Regions from separate parts of the Sus scrofa genome. Here region 1 is linked to region 2. Evidence: chromatin contacts called from public HiChIP or PLAC-seq data. All regions are on one chromosome and are shown on one strand. The core of a region is the stretch at or near the end of the contact, and the rest is flanking DNA. Distances in the headings are between cores, read along the strand shown. Region 1 overlaps KIF1B (kinesin-like protein KIF1B). Region 2 overlaps UBE4B (ubiquitin conjugation factor E4 B).

The links. HiChIP or PLAC-seq counts read pairs in DNA pulled down with a chosen protein or histone mark.
Region 1: a contact with region 2 is called in an H3K27ac HiChIP or PLAC-seq map of skeletal muscle. The contact joins two enhancer-like sites. A contact is called at or near these places in 3 of 47 Hi-C or Micro-C datasets (heart right ventricle and skeletal muscle) and 1 of 2 datasets of contacts at active chromatin or transcription factors (skeletal muscle).

Annotation. Positions count from the first base shown.
Region 1 is chr6:70,533,187-70,535,886 of Sscrofa11.1, reverse strand. It overlaps KIF1B (kinesin-like protein KIF1B), which reads right to left. Exons shown (of 46, transcript XM_021095324.1): 3 at 218-294. Among named protein-coding and RNA genes, the nearest start is that of KIF1B, 39 kb to the right of the region's middle. Within about 2 kb of position 1,271, at least 31 of the 83 cell types and tissues checked have an H3K27ac peak or open chromatin away from gene starts, as enhancers often do. A contact at or near this core is called in skeletal muscle, where this site is marked.
Region 2 is chr6:70,444,920-70,447,619 of Sscrofa11.1, reverse strand. UBE4B (ubiquitin conjugation factor E4 B) reads right to left here. Exons shown (of 27, transcript XM_021095312.1): 22 at 862-1,006. Among named protein-coding and RNA genes, the nearest start is that of KIF1B, 49 kb to the left of the region's middle. Within about 2 kb of position 1,254, at least 19 of the 83 cell types and tissues checked have an H3K27ac peak or open chromatin away from gene starts, as enhancers often do. A contact at or near this core is called in skeletal muscle, where this site is marked.

The DNA.
Region 1 (2,700 bases), core at 22-2,521, 88 kb before region 2:
AAAAGCATAACAAAGAGATGCAGAAGCAAACTCTAGGAACAATCCCTAGAAGCCAGCAAGATTTTGGGGTCCTTTGGGGTGAGGGTATACTGTGAAGGGTCCTACTCTTCATTTCCCTAGATGTTGGTGATCTTCGCCTTCCTTGTGGACCCGCAGACTCTTTCAAAATGTTTAAACCCCACACTGTTCTACTACACAGTTCTGTGAGAACACTCACCGAGGTGTGAGACCAGTAGGAGTAGTCAAAGCTGAAGGACTTTGGAGCTTCCTTTGGGTTCTTTGGGTTAATAATACCTAAAGGATGAAAATGTTTTGATTTCATAAGTCACTCAGTTAAATGTTCTTTAATTCAACATGATGTTATGTTGGAAGCTCAAAACATCCAAATCAGTAATTTTGTACCACTGAATCTGAACAGGGCAACCAAAACCCCAGAACAATCACATTTTTAATAGGTAGGACCTATATATTGAACTTGAAAAGAATGAGACCAACAACATTCACTAGATGTTGTCAGGATTTACAACAGAGCCTGGTACATAGTAGGTGCTCAGGAAATACTTTGAGACTGAATCTTAGGTAAGTTAGCAGACCAAATTTAGAAATGGGCCATGTTACTATTTCAAGATACTTCATAAGGCCAGAAATATTTCAAGACACCAGAAATAAAAATCAGAAAATTATTCAATTTATCCAAACACTATGTGAAACAAACTCCTTTTACCTACTTAAGAATGCTTCATTGGAAAGTTTTATTTTTATTTCTGAAGTCCACAGCTGATAATAACTAATAGATAAGTTATTACATATATATATATATACACACATGTGTACATACATGGATGTGTGTACACACTAGAATCACAGACCTCTAAATCATCTGCAGAAGCTCATAAACAGTAAAATTGCTTTTGACTGAAAAGTACGAAGTCTCGTCGCCCATATTAGAAGTGATCTGTGGTGTGATTAATCCAGTCACATACTTCAGGGACTGACTGAAAGCTGGGGCCTGGCTTCCCTTCCTCCCTCACCCACATGAAGCTTTAGCACTTCATATTTCACATGGAATAGGATCTTTAAAACATGTGGTCATGAAATCTTCTCAAAGACCATGCATCTCAACCAATCCACTTCTCTAAGGCCAAGACCACGTCCCAGGCTATCAGTGAGATCAGGATTAAAAAATAAATCTGTCCCGGGCAGCTGCTGCTCAGGACACAAATAGCAACAGTTGCTACGGTGCTTAGTTCTCTCTGGCTGGATTCCACAGGGTATGGCCACACTTATGTTCCAACCTCAAATGCTGACAGAGTATTAATAAGGCGCACACTGCACATAATCATGTGACAAGAAGACATAGTTCCAGAAAGAACATCTCCCCCCACACAAATGGTAACCTAAGCAAAGAAAGAAGTAGGCTTCTAAACAAAAGGCGCTACCTATGGAGATTTAAAGAACAGTCAGCATTCATGGAGCACTTACTCTGAGCTCTAAGTACTTTCCGAGCATTAACCCATTTAATCCTCCCAACCACTCAATGGCAGATGTTTCACTGTCCCCATTTTACAAAGAAACCATCACAAAGAGGTTAAGAAACTTACCCAAGGCTGTGGAGCTAGCTAGTGGCAATTCAGGATGTGAACTGGGAGAGGCTGGCTTCTGAGCCCAGTCACCCACCATGTAAATACTCCCTATATGCGGTGATCACCAAGGCAGACACAAGAAGGCACTTCTATGTGTAGGCACATGTTTATGAACCCCCGAAACTGTACCGCAGGCATTGTTTAGAACTCTCCTTACCCATCTGAAACTAGGAATTATTAGAATTATATAGTTCCTAAAAGATGAAAGACCACACACACCAACTCCACCAAGAAAAGGAAACTGATATCATACTTTGTGAGCCAGATTCCAGGTTTCAGTGGCTCAGCAATAAGGACAATAACAAGATGTATAATATGACCCCTAAAGTAGTCTTCACCACTCAAAAACAGGGTTAAAATAAACACTTTCTAACCTCTAGGAAATATGCTGTCATCAAACTTTTAAGCCATACCTCATTCGTTCTTTTAACTACTCACTGCCAACACCGATTCCGCCAAGACGACTTAAGAAAGAGCTAGTTTTTAGATCCTACCCTTCTGTTCTCTTTTACCTGGTAAAGAAAAACTACACCAGTGAGTAATTTCCTAGATTCACATGAAATCCTTTTCCACTTCCTTAATGTACTCTTCTATCCCAGATTGTTGAGACTTCTGAAACTAATAAATTTTCCTAACTTCCAGCTTCAAAACCAAGCTGCCTTTAATTTTTATCTATTTTTTCCTTCCTGCTATTATTTATTTCATTCAGCACCTGGATGTATGAATTCATTTAACAAACTTTCTTCTGGCACATTTGCTGTGTATTGTTAGGTACACAAAGAAAGATCAGAAAGATACATCCTCCTGCTGAATAGCATTGAGAACTTTGTCTAGATACTCACGTTGCAACAGAAGAAAGGGTGGGGGAAAAAATGTAATTGTAATGTATACATGTAAGGATAACCTGACCCCCTTGCTGTACAGTGGGAAAATTAAAAAAAAAAAAAATTAAAAAAAAAGAAAGATACATCCTTTGTTTTTCCTTCAAATTTGAGTTTTTAAAATTTATTTTTTATTGAAGTAACACAGATTTGTAACACAAGTTTCATGTTTACAA
Region 2 (2,700 bases), core at 5-2,504:
GTCGGGGCCGCTGGACCCCATAGCTGGGGCTCTTTCAACCAGAGCTTATCTATTTTTCCAGCACATTCTGCAGAGCCTGGGGACTGGTCCAGACTGGAGCCGACAGCCTGAGACAAGGGGTAAGCTTGGAAGGATGCCTGATAGCGACCCTGGGGCGGTGTGGAGCCTCAGGGCAAACGGAAAGCTGCGGGAGGAGAGGGTGCTGGAGGCGCAGCAGCGAAGCCGTGTCAGGGGTGCACACAAAAGCAGCTCTGATTCTAACAAAACCAGGAGCAGAACTGGCCAGGGGCTCTCAGAGGCCTAGAAACCAACCGCGGAACCATCTACGCGGCTGCAATAAGCTCAGGAGAGGGCGGTACGCTGTCCCTGGCCCAGACTGAATTTCTCATGGAACCTGGCACAGCAGGCCTCCTTTCTATTAATAACTGAATATGAAAGCCATGTTCGACTGAAAGGAAAAAAAAAAACGCCATCAGCGTCCTCCTGAGTTATTCACACAGTTGTCTAAAGAAGATCACAGAACAAATCAAATTCTTGTCTAGCAGACAGAATTGTAGATACGTATCTCTTAGCTACCTTCCTAAATCTTAACCAACATACTCAAACAAAAAAAGCTCTTCACTAAAACAGCCCTTTAAAATTAAAAAGGCAGGGCACGTTTTCAGGACAGATTCTCAAAGACGTCTCAACCCGCCTCTCAGCTTCAAGTCAAGTGTGTAAGGCTCCTCCTGCCCCAAACCTGCCCTCTAACTTCAGGGAAGCCCACAGGTGGGGGGTCTCGGGCACTGACAGGTCCGTCGGAGCTACAGACCCACAGGTGCAGCCCCACGAAGCCGTCCCCGCCCCGGGCCATGTCCTCACCCGGGGCAGCTGGTCCCATTGTTCTTTGTTCTTCATCTCCTCTTGCACTTCGTGGATCCGCTTCAGAGACTCCAGACTTTCATCCAGCAAAAACGTCGTGTCATTTATCAGCATGTTTATATAGCGGACGAACTGCTTCCCAGAACTAAAAAGGCAATTACACGGTACGTGGTCACACATTTCCCCGAGGCCAATGCGGCGGCAGATCCCAGAGCCGAAGGGCTGCCACCCCAAGCGCCTCCCGCCTGGCCCTTCAGGACCGCCTGCCTTGGCGCCATCAAGCACTGCGACCCTCGCGTCTCTCCTTAGATTCGGGGTTATTCTATTCACTGTAGGCACGGTCCAGCTTACACTGTGCTGGAGCCACCCTGCACGGCTCAGGAGAGCCAACTGCTCACATTCTAGAATTTTGTGAGCAGACTCCCTTGGCAGCTTAAATCTGGCAACAGTGGGAAGTATTTATACCCTGGAAAACCAGCAAATGCTGATTTTTTTTTTTTCTCTAGAGTGGGTTTACCAGCACGCCCTTGGCTTGCTCCCTCCATGATTTTAAGTAGAGAAAACATTCTTCCAGAACAGAAAAGAAAACCTGCTTTAACTCGCCAAGATAAAAGGGAAGCACAAACACCCAGAGACCAGAGATAAGAGAACTACCGATACGGTTATTATCCCTTATTGTAAAGAAAGACACACTGAGGAAAAATTGGAAGCTGTAATACTGATAAAGCAGGATATTAACATAATTTATAGAAACAGAATCTTCCAATCTCGAGGACTGTCCTGCATATCCTAGTCTCTAAGGGAACTGCTGGTGAGCTGAGATGCAATGGCCCACCTGTTACTCTGGACCTGCCAGATTATTAGAGAAAAGAGAAGCTGCTTTCAGGATCTGCTACTGGGTCATCCGAGGGCAGTGAGCCCTGGCCTGGGGAAGAGAAGGGGCAGTGAGCACAGGCCTTGTCCTCTGGACACGGAGGAGGCCTGGACTTCAGGCACATGGAAAGTTCAGGATGAGGATTCCTCATCAGCACCATGCAGATCGAGCTGTGGGTCTGTTGGGTGTCCTCAACTCAAGCCGAGCTTTTGTCGGAATGTAATTCTGAGGACAAGAGCAGTTCGTGGAAACAAAGAATTAAAGAGTTTACTTTGCAGAAAGCTATCTAGCAAATGGCTATGCCACTGGTTAATACGTACACTGCTGACTAGTAACTCAGTTAACAAGTGACAACTAGGCTTGGTCAAAGACTGAATCCAGGCTGCGAGAGATCTACGTAGATGGGATAAGGTGTCTTCAGAAAGAACTCTTTCTTCAAGAGTTCTACATTTTTCATCTGCCTTTTCTTTTCAACTTTCGTTGGATTTTAGTGGATGGACAATGCTGTGTTAGTTTCGGGGGTAGAGCAAAGTGATTCAGTTATACATATACATGTTATCTATTCTTTTCCAGATTCTTTCCCCATATAGGTTATCGCAGAATATTGAAGAGTTCCTTATGTCATACAGCGGGTCCTTGTTGGTTTACCTTTCTTTCTTAAGCACTCTTCTCTTTAAAGTAACAGATGGGGACTACCTGTCATGGTGCAGGGGAAATGAATCCGACTAGGAACCATGAGGTTGTGGGTTTGATCCCTGGCCTTGCTCAGTGGATTAAGGATCTGGCATTGCCGTGAGCTGTGGTGTAGGTCACAGATGTGGCTCAGACCTGGCGTTGCTGTGGCTGTGGTGTAGGCCGGCAGCTGGAGCTCCGATGAGACCTGTAGCCTGGGAATCTCCATATGCCGAGAGTGTGGCCCTAAAAATAAAAGACAAAAAAAAATAAAGTAACTTGGATGGAACTAC